Regions from separate parts of the Gossypium arboreum genome. Here region 1 is linked to region 2. The links are chromatin contacts, called in public Hi-C maps. All regions are on one chromosome and are shown on one strand. Each heading gives the region's core, a stretch centred on a gene start, on an enhancer-like site or on the middle of the called end of the contact. The rest is flanking DNA. Distances are from core to core; before and after follow the strand shown. Region 1 holds the start of LOC108478375 (O-methyltransferase 1, chloroplastic-like). Region 2 holds the start of LOC108477138 (U1 small nuclear ribonucleoprotein A).

Region 1 (7,241 bases), core at 4,009-6,508, 170 kb after region 2:
AGTTCAAACGAGCTGAGGTGACCAATCATTTTCCTTGATTGTCATAAATTCAATTCTCAAACAGTATTCTTTCATCTGTGGTTTACCAAAAAATAAATTACAAATGTTGAATCTTGATTTTTCTCTTTATTTCTTGATGATGCAGGAGCGAATGACTTTGAAGCACAAAAATAAGTCAAAGTGGGCAAGGCGTATCTTAGAACGAGGTTTGAATGCCCAGGATGAAGGTACTCGAGCAGCTATGGCTGAACAGCTTCACCAACATGCTCTTTTGACAAGAAAAATTAACACTGTTAAAGACAGTAGTAGTAGCAGTGATAGTAGTAGTGATGATGATGATGAGGTTTCAAACGAGGATAGGGCATCTGAGTTGCTAGAAAAAGCAAAAGAGAAAACGCTGAAAGTATTAGAAGACGATGAAGAAGTGCCTAATTCTGGAGTTCTTTCCTTACCTTTCATGGTATTTATTGCCGTATTTTCGTTTGGACTGTCAAAGATACCTATGAGTTGTTTTTATTTTATCCTGATATTTTCTGCCTCCGTTATGTGTTAGGTTCGTGGAATGAAGAAAAGAAAGGAAGAAGCAATTGAAGAAGCTAAGCTTGCTCTTCAAGAGTATGAGCAATTGGAGGGTACAAATGATGCAGAAAATTCAAAACCAGCCACTGCAAGTGGTAGAAGGGTCTTTGGCAGGGCTAATAATGAAGTTCCAGATTCTAACAAGAAGACCAAAACTGATAATAAGATGAAAATGGATAATTATTATGGTAATAGTGATAGTGAAGACGATTTGAAAGCCAAAGAGAATGTTAACATTGAGGGCGGCAAAAGAAATGATGTTGAGAAGGATGTTGGCCCTAATTATGATCGTAAAGAAGCAGCTGATGTTTCCATATTCAAGGTAATAACGCTTATGATTTTCTTGTAGCCTTCTCTTTTTCAATTCCTTTAGTCTGCAAGGTTGATAGATATTGTACTGTTTCGAATCACAGAATTTTGAGGACAATGGAGACCCTGGTTCAAAAACGACATATGAAGTTGCTATTTTTGCTTCCGACTCGCGGAGAAAGGTTATCCTTTCCTATCACTTCAAATATTCTTAAATCCAGTTTAAGCTGGTTTTATGCTAACTGGTCTGTATACAATCACAGATGAAAAGTGAGAATGGAATTGATAAAAATGCGAAAAAGTTGCAACAAGTGAAGGAAGCTATTGTGCATGATAAAGACATGGAGGTTTGATCTCTCTGATACTTTTAATTTTGCTGCACGTTTGTGTGGTTTGACAACTCCTTATTGTTCTGTTTTTTCTTTGCAAACTCTGAAGGAGGGAGAAGAGGATAGTGATTCGGAGAGCAAACAAATGGTGGATGGGATTTTGTCCTCGGCCCCCAAGGAATCATATGAACTCCCTTCTCAGTCAGAACTCATTCGACATGCTTTTGCTGGGGACTATGTGGAAGAAGAATTTGAAAAGGATAAGCAGGAAATCCTGAATGAGGAAAACCCTGAACCGGATAAACCTGTTTTGCTCCCTGGTTGGGGCCAATGGACTCGTGTACAGCAAAAAAAAGGTTTGCCTTGGTGGATGCTTAAGGAACACGAAGACTCTAAGCGGAAGAGGGAAGAAAGTCTTAAGAAAAGGAAGGATGCACAGCTCAAGCATGTCATTATATCCGAAAAGGTGGATAAAAAAGTAAGTGGTTTAGGTTTATTCTTCAATTTTTTTCTCAAGTTGAGGTGTGTCTAAATTTCACTCTTAACTGTATTCGACAGGCTGAGAAATTGCAGACAAAATCTTTGCCCTACCCGTTCACATCCAAGGAACTTTTTGAACAAAGTATGCGAATGCCTATTGGATCAGAATCTAACCCGGAGACAGCAATCAGAAGTCTTAATCGACCAGAAGTAAGTTGTATCTTTTCAAAATCAACCTCAGAACTTGACACATTTCTTCGGTGATAGACAAAAGTATAGATTCGTAAAATCTGGGAAACTATTTCCGATGTTCCTCGTCTGTATATTCGTTGCTTGCATGTCTCCCACTTTTTCATATACTCACCTTTGCTTGTTTTCCATACAGGTGGTGAAGAAACCTGGGGTAATTATAAAACCAATAAAGTTTGTGGAGATGCATCATCACGAAAAATCCGAGGATAACAAACGGAGTGGGCAGAAACAGAAGAAAAATAAAAGCAAAGGTGCCAGTGGCAAGAACAAGAAACAGAGCAACTAAATCTCATAAATTTTGGCTGAAATTAGGTGTAGAAAATTTTGGCTGTACCACCTTGTTAAGTGGTGTAAGGAAGCAAAACAAACTGCTTTTCCAGGCAAAGGTAATTGAGAAAGGCAGTTTAAACAGCCGCCGTACGTTCCTACACTTTTGGAGGCAATTTTACGATGCGAGTTTATATTTATATAAGTTATATTTTGCTATTAGTTTATTCAATTTGATCTTAGTTTTTGTATTCTAAAATTTTGAAATATCAATTTTGATTCTAATGAATTTTAATTGTGTAATTTTATACATAAAATATTATTTTAATTTATAAATTACTAACTCTATTATAAAATATATTATATATAAAATTCTTTCAAGTGCATACAATTAAATCATTAAAAATTATGTATACATTTGTATTACTATAAAAATTTTGTATAATTGTATACGATATTATAATTTATATATTAAATAACACATTGGATAAATATCAAAATTATGCATGAATTTTAATTTAATATATAATAGTATGCATGAATTTTAATTTTGTGTAATTATACACATAAAATTTTAATTATGGTTATACACATAAAATTTTAATTTGGATTTAATTATGTACATTTAAAGATATAAATATATCAATTAATTTTTAAATTGGATATATATAATAATTTATATATGTAATATATAAACATAAAATGATATTATATAAATAATTGTGTTAATAATTTACAAGAATTTGATAAAATTAAAATTTTGTATATAAAATTACATAAAATAAAATTTTATATACAAAATTACACTGAATTATAGTTTTGGGATATATACCAATAAGACATCATATCAAAGTTGGTTTTGAAATTTGGATGTATCTATTAAAATAATGGGTATCATATGAAAAGGATAAGCAGGTAATGATATATGTGAAAAGTAGTAGAATTCAACGAAAACCAAAGAAATACAAGATCTAAAAATAAATGATTAGTTAGCGTACATAAGCTAAGTTTGCAACTTAAGAGAAATATAGGGACTAATAACAAAATTTGACCATTTATTTATTTATATACTGCTATTTAAGTAATAAGTATACTCTGGGTGGAAAGCCTTTTTATGTATTCCATTTACCAAAAAAACGATTTAAAAACAAAGGAAACTCTTTCTCAAGCCTTTTAGGTACGTGTAACCAGGAAAATTGGCAAGAAATTACAGAAACAGAAAGGATAATTCCATTACAGGCCACACCCAAAAAAAGAAAGCAACTCTTTGTCCATTTAAAGGTCCTCAAACCCTTCCTCGTCTCCATCTTCGTCCACCCTTTGCAACTCTTTCCTCCAAGTTTCCATCTTTGCAAGAAAAACAAAAAACTCAACATAATTAACAATAAGATGAACATTTATAACATGTATATGTAAACTAATGCACTCTGATGGTTTCACAGTTTAAACCAGAAACAAGTCAATTGTACCTGATCATCCGAACACCGCAATTGTTCCGCAACAAATAGTATCTTCTCATAGTCTCCCGGTTTTACCACCTTACTTAATCTTTTAGCTACTTCGTCGTAGCTAATCATGTCCACCTTGAAACCGTAGCTCATAAAAATATTGTTAATCCATTTCTTTGTACTAGACTGCAACATGGGAAACCAAACAACAGGGCATATAAAGAACAAGCAATGTACATTATAGAACAAGTACAGCTATGAAAAAAATAACATAACAGACCTTGTTACCGATTCCAGTCTCTGCCAACCATGCAGGCAACTCACCGAAGAAAAGGCAACCCTTCATGGCCATTCCACTTACCGTGAGTAAGATCTCTTCGAAACTTACCAAAGTCATCAAAGGTAGTCCCTATCCAAAAACAACATCGAAAGAATCATAAATTCGGGCCGAAAGTTTCAGCTAACAAGCATCGGGATAACCATTTTTCACCTGTATAGCCCATACACTCGGACGAGTACCATTAAAGCCTTTTGTAACCAAAGTTTCTTGAATGTTAGGGGTTTCCAATGGAACATGAAGAAACAAACATCGCTGTGGGATCTTAGCCCCGACACCTAATATCGTTCAACAACATTCTCTCTCAGAACATATTCAACTACATTGTCTAATCTAAAACCAAACCATATGCAATAAAAATACTAGATTGTAATAATTCAAGACATATACAGAAAAATGAATTGCTAATTTTCCTAAAATTTCAACAGTTACGCACCATCAAGCTTCTCAGCCGCCTTCTGGAATACCCTTAGAGGGGATATATCAAACATAATGGTAGAGCTTGGCCAATTAAGCCTATATGGCCGAGTATCCATTCCATCTGATAAAAGCACAACCTGCAAATTTTATATTGAAAAAAAGAGTCAAATATTTTACCACAAAAAAAGAAAAAGAAAAAGAAAAGGTTATTTGAACCATGGGGTTAGTTAAAAAGAAGTACCTGTTTAAGCCCATCCATGTGGTTTACAGTACTAAGCAGCTTATCATCAATGAACTTGGTTGCAATGCAATATTGTTTCGCCTTGGTTTCCATATCCATTTGAGTATGCGTTGAAACGAAGCACCCAGCATAAGGATCAATAAAAAGAGGGTCTGCATGTTCAATTTATAATTTGACTATTAAAGGTTAGCTGAAATTTGAAAAGATAGTGTAAAATAGAGAATTGGGGGGAATTTTTTTTTTTGCTTGCCTTGTCGATGGGTCTCGTGAAAACGAAGAGAAGCTGAATTGATTGCTGCTTGGAGTAATGGGTCATTGTCATCGCTGAGTTCAGCTCTGATTGAACATCCATTTCTAAGCTTCTTCTTCTTGTTGTGGGTATTGGGGAAGAGCAGTGGCGCAATTGAAGCGGACGACGGTGGCGCGGCCGAACATGCGAATTTCAGTGCACATTGCATAATTGGGTTTGCCGGTGGAGTTGGTATTGTAATTTACTCACATAGAGAGGTTGAATGGCAGGGATTTTGGTAAGCTTTTGCATCATATATCACTCAACGGTCAGCATAACCGTCCATCTATAAAATCTCTCTTTCCTTATACTTCGCTATTATTATTATTATTATTATTTACTTATCAATTAATAATTTTTTAATAAATTTTAATCACAAAATTATTTTTCTTATTGGAAAAAATGAAAATAAATCATTGAAGAATATTACAACTTATAACATCTTTTAACTAAACCCAAAAGTATAAGCTTCTCAGACTTCATCCAAAATTAAATTTAAATCCAGTTCAATCTAATTTAATTATCAAATTACATTAAAATAATTTAAAATAATATAAAAAATAACTTAAAATGATTTGAACTCAAATATCAAACACGAATAATAAAATCTGAAAATTTTCAATTCTAAAAAATCAAATAAAACGAGTCACAAATAAAAAATTATCTAACAAATAACTCAAAATGTTTTGCATCTAAATAACTCCTGGATCTTGAAAACTTAGGTTTAAGGGTAAGTTTGGATGGACGGCATGTTTACTTACGGTTAGTGTAAAAATAATGGTGACAGTAAAATTAGATACTGTAACAATACTGTAACGTGAGAAAAAAAAGTAAACTAAATACCACACCACACCCCACCCCACCCCATCACCCATCCAAACTCACCCTAAATCTTCTTTTTTTTTTTTAATGCATAATAGAGGAAATTATACTTGTGTAAGTGATTCCCACACTATCAGCATGTAAATTTGACTTAGTTTGAAGAAGTGATATCCAAGCTCCATTATTTTTACACCATTAGAAAACGCATCCGCTACACCATTTGATCTCCCGATAAACGTGTTCCAGACGAACAATTGCAATGTGGAATTCAATTTCCTTCGTTTCTTGTGCATTGCATTGCTTGATTACATAGATTTGTACTTAAAGTTTGTACATGTTTTATACTTGTATTAATGAAACTCGAAAAAAAAAAACTATTACGACTCAATGGGGTTTTGATCCAAGCTAACATTGTAGACCTAGGCAATGCATTCATCGTTGCCAATTCAACAAAGTAACTACTTGTCGATCCCAAAAAGAAGATACCAACACCAGTTGCTAGCCATGGCAATGTAAGCAAAAAAGGAGGCTACTGATAATTTGAAATTGTAAGGTTGAAGATCAATTAGGAGCCTACTAATTAACTCAAAAGAAAAATGCATCTTTTTTATAGCAAATTTTACTATCAGCAATCAAAATTTCATTGCAAATTAGAGTAAGGTCTGAAGGAAAAAAGCAGAACATGACACCTTAAATAGATAAAAAGAGGTTCCTAAGAAATAATAAAGCAGTAAACTAGAAAAAAAAAAATGTGGAACTGATTCTTCATTCTTCCTCCTCCCCTTCATTCTCGGCAATATTGAAGTAGCGGAGTTCATAAACAGATCTGTCCTTGTTGGAAGCAATCACTCGAAGCCAATCCCGGACATTGTGCTTCTTCAAGTACTTCTTCGTCAAGTACTTAAGATAACTGGAAATAAAAAGTCTAACAATTAGTCAAACTAAGACTTAATTGAATGTTCAAAATCGGAAGCTAGTTCTTTCTAACAAACAACAACCAAAATGAGGTCTCAGACATCCAAGGAAGGATCAAAGCAGCAGAAGCTCTCAAGCCTGGCGAAGGCGAAAGCTCTCAGGCGGCCACTGCGAATATTTTGAGAAACATGCCTTAAGAACTGTCATCATTGACCTCAACACTAAAAGTTCCATTGATCCTATCCATAACACTAAGCATCTAAAATTATCAAATTCTCAACACAAAATCAATTAAATTTATATAGCAAACAAAAACCCATTCCCTTATAAGATTCAATTCAATTTATATAAACTCTGAAAGAGAAACTGCAACAAAAGGGAAATTAAAAGGCAATATTATCAAGGCCTCAGACATCCAAGGAAGGATTAAAGCAGCAATAGCTCTCAAGCCCGGCGAAGGCGAAAGCTCTTAGGCGGCCACTGCGAATGTTTAGAGAAACAAGCCTTAAAAGTTATCATCATAGGCCTTAACTGCATTTTTGCCTAAAACTCA
Region 2 (7,522 bases), core at 981-3,480:
GCTCAAGCAAATAAATGCTACGATTGAAAGTTAAGTCTACGGCTGGGCTCCTACAAATACGACCATAACGTCCGTATTATAAATTTAGCCGTCATAATAAATTATGAATTTCATTCGTCAACTCATTTCAATTTAAAACAAATTAAATATTTAGAACAAAAAACTATTCAGATGATTATCTAAAGAAATGGAGATGACACTCGCAATGCAACTCTTAAAAAAAGAACGAATTTGCTTATGTCTCATTATTGAATACTTTGGTAGTTTAATAGCAAAAAGGAACGAGGAGGGAGGGAGGCGTACTTGAAAACGCATTTCAGAATACGCATTTTCATTAAATAATAATAATGAAAGCTTCAGATGTGCTTGAAAATACATTTTAGCAGACGCATTTTCATCGAATAATAATAATTAAAGGGTCTTCTATGCTTGAAAACTTACTAGGGACTCCTGATGTCAGGGCATCTTGTTAGGCTTTGGAAATGTGGTAGATAGAAAGTGCGTTCAACTAAGTGAGCTTTCCTACTGACATGTTGGAGAAAATGTACCTAGCTGGACACGCTTTATTTGTATTTATTGGAAAGCGCACCTAGTTTTCCCTAACATGTCAGTAGGAAAGCTTGCTCAACTGAATGTATTTTCTATCCACCACCTTTCTAAAGCCTGCCAAGATGCCTTGAGCCAGGGAATCCCAGGTAATATTTGAGGCACTTCTGTTTGATATTTGATGAAAACGCCTCTTCTAATACGAGTTTTTAAACACTGATTATTTTTTTTCTTTTCAATCTCAACCCTCCCCCACGTCTATAAAAGGGGGGCTCTCCCTCTATACTCCATCATCCTTAAACCCATTATCCCTTCACTTTACAATATTTCTCTCTCTCGATTTTGTCAAAAATTTTGTCCATGTTTGAGGTATTCTTTAGTTGTTAGCAACGCAATATCACTCCAAGACACACACATTTCATATGTCGTGTTGAGATAAGACTATTACCTTAGAAACCTATCCTATGGAAGTCGGGTTCTGAGGTGACAGTGCTTTATACGATCATGAGTCAAAGTCTATGTAGAGGTCCTGATCGGTGGTCGTTATGCAGTCATGAATTGAAGTATAACTGGGGAGCCAGTTAATGGACGTTATGCGAACACAAGTTCAAACTTTTTGGATACCCGGAGATGTTGCGTTATAAATACCATAAATAAGTTTGAGGGCATAATCATGGGAAAAACCTGAGGGGCTTCTCCCTATAATCTGCATAATTTTTTTCTCCATTTTCATGCAATCGGTATCTTTAACCTTCCTTTTATCCGTAGGCCAACACCGTCTTGTATGCAAGAGAACTCTTAGGAGGGCAACGACTGTGATGATAGAGTAAAGGTAATGCTCCTTTCGGAATGACAATTATTGTTGTTTTTAAACAACTTATTAATAACTACAGTCGTCGTCGCGTCGATCTGAGTTTGACCTCTATTACGCCGAAATATTCACTCTCCTCCTGAAGGTCCTCTAGCATCCACACTAGTGTCAACCATCGAATAAGAATAAAGGTTAAAGATACTGGCTGCCTGAATGTGGAAATTTTTTTTGTTAATTACATCGTTTTTCCCTATGATTATGGTCTCAATCTTACGTATAGTATATATAAGGCATCATCTTCAGGTATCTAAAAAGTTTGAACTCGTGACTGTATAACGACCGTCAACTAGCCTCCAGTTATACTCCAACCTGTGACCACATAACAATCGTCAAATGGGACCTCTACTTAGACTTCGACCCGTGACCGTATAAAGTACTGTCACCCCAGAACCCGACTTTTACAAGATGGGTTTCTAAGGTAATGATCTTATCCCGACACGACATATGAAATGTATGTGTTTTGAGACATGTTATCGCATCATTGGCCCATCAAATCTATCTATAAACTTTCACGATGTCACATTCAAAATCCTAAATAATAAAACCCTTAAATACTTAAACCCAAAAACACTAACCTTAAAAACAATCCCTAACAAAACTTTAAAAATATTCGGTGGTCAACGAGAGAGTGTCTGAAAAGGTGTCCAGCTATGTGTACTTTCACACTCTCTTTACAAAAGTAGTCTATTTCTCTAAATCTTAAAAAAGGTCCTATTTAGCCAATTAACATTTTTTTTATTTAATCAATATGATATCCAATTGTACCGGAAATTTAAAGATTCAGATTTGGATTTGACGGAAGGGGCCTGAAAAAGAACTCATGGACAACCTCGGCCCAAACGTGACCCATCCCGAATCAATATCTGCGCCGAAGTCTCGACCTTTTCGGCTTTCCCCATCGACTGATCTGCAAATCCAATTAGGGCATTTACCCATAAAACCTTGAATCCTAAACCCCATTTCACTCATCTCCATCACTGATTCACTTCCTTTTGCTTTAGCTTTAGAGCCAGAGCCAGGGGAAAACAATGGCTGAGATTAGTCAGGCAGACGAAATTCCTCCAAATATGACACTATACATCAACAATCTCAACGAGAAGATCAAAATCGACCGTACTTATTTCAACTCTCTATATTCCCCCCCCCCCCCAAGAAAAGGCTTGCATTGCTTATCTTTTTTCCCTAATTTTTTTCTCGAATGATTTTTCCAGAGTTGAAGAAGTCATTGCATGCTGTGTTTTCACAATTCGGGAAGATACTAGATGTGTTAGCATTCAAGACTTTGAAACACAAAGGTCAAGCTTGGGTTATTTTCGAGGATGTTAGCTCCGCTACCAATGCTCTTAGGCGAATGCAAGGCTTTCCCTTCTACGACAAGGAAATGGTATATGTATTTTTGCGTATTATTCAATAAATTTCTATAATTTCAGGACTTTTTTAAAACTGGGTTTATGTTTATATCTTTGTTTCTCTTGTTTTTCAACTGATATTAGTTTAGTAGCCTCTTATTTTTTACATGAATGGTTAGATTTTAATTTCATTGGGTACTGTCATTAATGGAGAATGCAACAATTGTCTGAAGTTAGCTTTTAATTTCTCAATTTGCATTTGAAGTGTATTATGAAGATATATTTGGATTATCTTTGATATTTTGATTATAAACCATGTTCTGTACTGCCATAAGGTGTTATATGCTACTAATAACTAATGAAAACAATGTTTAAATATTTGCAGAGAATACAATATGCAAAGACTAAATCAGATATAATAGCAAAAGCAGATGGCACTTTTGTACCCCGAGAGAAGCGGAAGAGGCATGAAGAAAAGGGTACATTCCTCTTTATCCCTTATCTTCTGTTGTAAAAGCTAACAGTTTAGCAAACATTATTGTTGTTGTATGTGGTTTGTTTATATTTGTACTTTCAATCAGTATTGCCACTGTTGTTGGTAATTGGTTATTTCATCTATTATTTTACTTGGATCTTGAAGTTTTGAGTCTTTTAGGATCCTGCTTGGAGCTTTGCACAACAGTCTATTGAGATATTCCTAGCAAATATGTTTACTGTTGAATCGTTTTAGATTGCACATTTAGACGCCTTAATGTCGAAGTAAACCTCACTGTCTACCGCTTCTCACTTTTCTTTTCTTTCACCCCACCACTAATGTAATTTGTTGGGTTCTCATTGTCTCCTATAAACTCATTTTCGAGGTAGTGTACATCAAGGTGTTGATGGAGAATAAAAGTTGGGATGCTTATGTTAGATGTTTTGTACTAAACATGAGTTATTTCTCTCTTAGTCACTGTCATGTTGCTTAGTTTGACATACGTAGCATACTGTCTTATCTGTTTTGCTCTTTCCTGTTCGTCCCTTGAGATTTGTATATGTTGTCTCTCAATGTAGGAGGGAAAAAACGGAAAGAGCAACTTGATCCTAATCAAGCGTCAGCAGGTTTGAATCCAGCTTATGCGGGTGCTTATGGTGCAACACCTCCTGTAAGTGATACAAAATATAGTATCTTATCATGGATTAACTCTCTTTTTCCTCTCTATGGACTCTGGTTGAAATGAACTTTGCTTAATCTTGCAATTATGATATTAATATGGATTATTTAGAAGGTTATATATTTCAGCCTGTGGCCACATTTTTAACTTTTGAGCTGCTTAAATCTAGTTGCTGCAAACCTTATGCTAGTCAAAAGAGTTGACGAGAGCATCTTTTGTTGATACAACATGGAATTTGTCTGTGCTTTGCTGTGTTGATGACTTATTGCATATTTATTTGCTCTCATGAAAGTCTGATGCTAATTGAACTTGACCATTCTTTAACATTAGACCCTACGAGATTCGTGGTGGTCCACAGCATGATGGTCAAAGCTTGGATACTTTTGAATTGTAATTGAATGAAACTGGTCCTTTTGCTTAAGGTTAGGCCTGCATATGTTTCTCATTATTTGCTCCTATCTTTTCTCTGAAATGCTACAGCTATCACAATTACCCTACCTGGGTGCTAGACCAATTGTTCCAGAAGCTCCTGCACCACCAAATAACATCCTGTTTGTTCAGAATCTTCCTCATGATGCAACCACAATGATGCTGCAAATGCTTTTCAATCAATACCCCGGTTTAAAGGATGTCAGAACAGTGGAAACAAAACCAGGTATAGCCTTTGTCGAGTATGAAAATGAGATGCAATCAACCGTCGCTATGCAGGCACTGCAAGGTTTCAAGATACAGCAAAACCAGATGTTGATTACTTACGCAAAGAAGTAGATAAAAAAAGACCCAAAGGGTCCTTTTATGTTGCTTCCAACTTGAGAAGGGCCGAGTGTATGGGTGGCCAATTAGATGCCAATTGCCATTCAAATCTAATAGCTGTTTTTGTGATATAGTATCTTTAACTAGAACTTGAGAATTGTAATTGTAGATTGTTGATCAGTTAATGTTCTGCAACAATTTCCCTTTTCTACTTGTCTTTTTTATGCTTACCTCGTTTTGAGTTCATATTTTAAGCTTTTGATTTGACTTTGGATTATTTATCTTTGTATACATACAGATTTGTGCTGTTTGGTGCTCCTTTTCCTGCCAAAGCAGATAAAATCAACTTCATTTCTTTAGTTGCAGCACTGAAACAAAGAGTTCCACGCTCTATCATATGCTTTTCAAATTGTATTTTGCCCTCTGTACTTAAAAAATAAAAAAATTAATTTTTATATATTAAATTAAAAAACAAATTGATCGTTACATTTAAAATTACTCAAATCTAACAAACAGGAATCAAACAGGAATCAAATTGCTTATTTTTGAGTAAGGCAAACTGCAATCCTATTCCTAGATCCAAATATGATTATATCAAGTATAACTCACATGGGCAAAATTAGTATATGGAAGGATTGTATTAATTGTGCTTTCTGCAGTTACACAAGCAGCAGATATAATGCTTCACTGCCAGTACAAAGCAACATGATGATTGGTGGTAAAGCTAGACACTAAGATCAATCTCAAACAAAATATAACCCCAGAGATTATTAGCACACAAGTATCGCCAATAACTATACTCTCTCCAGTTCAGTAGTGTGTTGGTCCAGTTGGTCACTCAAATCCTTCCTCCATCCCTGGATCAGTCTCTCCTGATTCTTCATCATCTCCGTCTTCGTTTTCAACTCTTCTTCCATTGTTGCAATCTCCTGTTACAACGTCAAATTAGGGTTCTTTGCGGAGGATTCATCAATAAATCACGTACATCAATCATCTATAGTAGTAGAAGTTTAATGGGTTTACTTTTCTGAGCATTTCAGCCTTGGTTGGCTGATCCTCGCGTTGCAAGCCAAGGAAATATAACTGAAGCTTCTTGGCAGCTTCCATGAAATCTCTAGCATGTCTCTCCACATCAACTACAGCAATTACAAATGTAAACACCCTTTAAAAGAAAAAAGAAAAAGGAGGAACCAAGCATCGGAAATGGGATACTCTATAACACTGAAAACTTCAATTTAGGGCATCTATTTATATATTTCATTAATTGATGCAGTATCTGTTTGACTAGGAACAAATATCGAAAGTAAATGGGGGAATGAAAAGAGAAGGCAACTGACTCTGATGAGAAGGGTGCGGAGAACGGTCGATTGCTTGAAGCTCTCTGGCTGGCAAGCAGGGGAGCAAAGCCGTCTCTAACGCCACCACCCAGGAAATCATGTCATCTCTTGATGAACCCTGGGGCGATTGAATCTGTGGATCGGGTTGAAGCTCTTGCCTTTCACTCATTATTCTTCACCCAAACAAACACACGTTTAATTTCACTCTTAACAATTTCTAGGGTTTAACGTTCCCCCTCCATCCCCCCCTTTCTTCTGTACGACCAAATAAAGGGTTACAAAACTTCAATTTCTTTCAGTTTTTCTCCCGACTGGAATCTGCATTTCTCAATGGGCTTTCTTTTTCGGCCCCGTTTCCGTAAAGGTTGATCCACATGATTTATGCTCAACCTTAAACGACCACGTACGACCAGCAGTTTTTTTCAAATATTTTTTAAGTGAAAATTGATTACAGAAGAAAAAGGGCTGCCCGCGCCATTATTAGCAGGAAAGCTGCAGAATGTAGTGAGTAGTTCTACTATGGGCTCCTAAATAAAAAAGTCTCTAGATATTTTGGTTGTGGGTTAAACAAAATGGTTAAGGGTTTAGTTTTAAGAATTTTGGTAAAATGTTAGATATTTTGATTAATTCATATAAATGTTGGTAAGTCCATAGAAATATTGATAAAATTTCTAGATATTTTGGTAATCCTAAGAAATATTGATAAATTCAAATAAATTTTGCTAAAATCATTAGAAATTTTGGTGAAGTTAAGAATTTTATTAATTGTTAAGAATTGGTATAGGGTTAGAAATTTTGGAAATATTGGTAATATCTTATAAATTTTGGAAAAGTCTCATAAATATTGATAAATCGATAGAAATTTTGATAAATCGTTAGATATTTTAGTAAATAATTAGATACATTGGTAAATCTTTGGAAATATTGGAAAATCGTTAGATATTTTGCTAAATTCTTAAAAATTTTGATAAACCGTTAGATACATTAATAAATCATTAAATATATTAATAAGTCCTTAGATATTTTGGTAAAGTCATAGAAATTTTAGTAGTTTTAAGACTTGGTATAAGGTTTAGAAAATTTGGAAATATTTGTAAAAACTTGGAAATTTTGGTAAAGTCTCATAAATAATGGTAAATTGATAGAAATTTTAGTAAAACATTAGAAATTTTGATAAATCATTTGATATTTCGTAAACATTAGAAATTTTGGTAAATTGTTAGATATCTTGATAAATCTTTAGAAATTTTGGTAAATTGTTAGATATTTTATAAATCCTTTAAAATATTGGTAAACCGTTAGATATATATTGTTAAATCATTAGATATTTTGGTAAACCGATAGATTTACTCGAAAATTGATAGATATTTTGATAAATCCTTAGAAATGTTAGCAAGTCATTAGATATATTGGTAAATCATTAGAAATTTTGGTAAATCATTGAATATTTTGGTAAAGTCATAGAAATTTTGGTAATTGTTAAGACTTGGCATAGGGTTTAGAAATTTTGAA

The links. Hi-C and Micro-C count contacts between places; a contact is called where the count stands out from the background.
Region 1: a Hi-C map of leaf shows a contact between it and region 2, with 3 times the contacts expected there. The contact joins the promoter of LOC108478375 here to the promoter of LOC108477138 in region 2. A contact is called at or near these places in 4 of 5 Hi-C or Micro-C datasets (all in leaf).

What each region holds. Positions count from the first base shown.
Region 1 is chr12:95,592,683-95,599,923 of ASM2569848v2, forward strand. LOC108478375 (O-methyltransferase 1, chloroplastic-like) reads right to left here and starts at 5,259. Exons shown (of 7, transcript XM_017780832.2): 1 at 4,913-5,259; 2 at 4,663-4,814; 3 at 4,438-4,558; 4 at 4,155-4,279; 5 at 3,945-4,073; 6 at 3,686-3,850; 7 at 3,357-3,563. The coding sequence starts at 5,120. The coding sequence ends at 3,492. LOC108479506 (U3 small nucleolar RNA-associated protein 14) reads left to right here. Exons shown (of 12, transcript XM_017782157.2): 5 at 1-17; 6 at 146-460; 7 at 554-901; 8 at 993-1,070; 9 at 1,152-1,235; 10 at 1,327-1,695; 11 at 1,776-1,907; 12 at 2,083-2,533. The coding sequence ends at 2,235. LOC108477128 (60S ribosomal protein L22-2-like) reads right to left here. Exons shown (of 3, transcript XM_017779584.2): 3 at 6,524-6,683. The coding sequence ends at 6,539. LOC128286214 (small nucleolar RNA SNORD14) reads right to left here and starts at 6,903; the gene lies at 6,780-6,903. It also overlaps LOC128286103.
Region 2 is chr12:95,429,548-95,437,069 of ASM2569848v2, forward strand. LOC108477138 (U1 small nuclear ribonucleoprotein A) reads left to right here and starts at 2,231. Exons shown (of 5, transcript XM_017779595.2): 1 at 2,231-2,530; 2 at 2,629-2,801; 3 at 3,152-3,245; 4 at 3,820-3,911; 5 at 4,401-4,950. The coding sequence starts at 2,446. The coding sequence ends at 4,688. LOC108478250 (mediator of RNA polymerase II transcription subunit 28) reads right to left here and starts at 6,432. Exons shown (of 3, transcript XM_017780690.2): 1 at 6,011-6,432; 2 at 5,697-5,809; 3 at 5,284-5,602. The coding sequence starts at 6,179. The coding sequence ends at 5,468.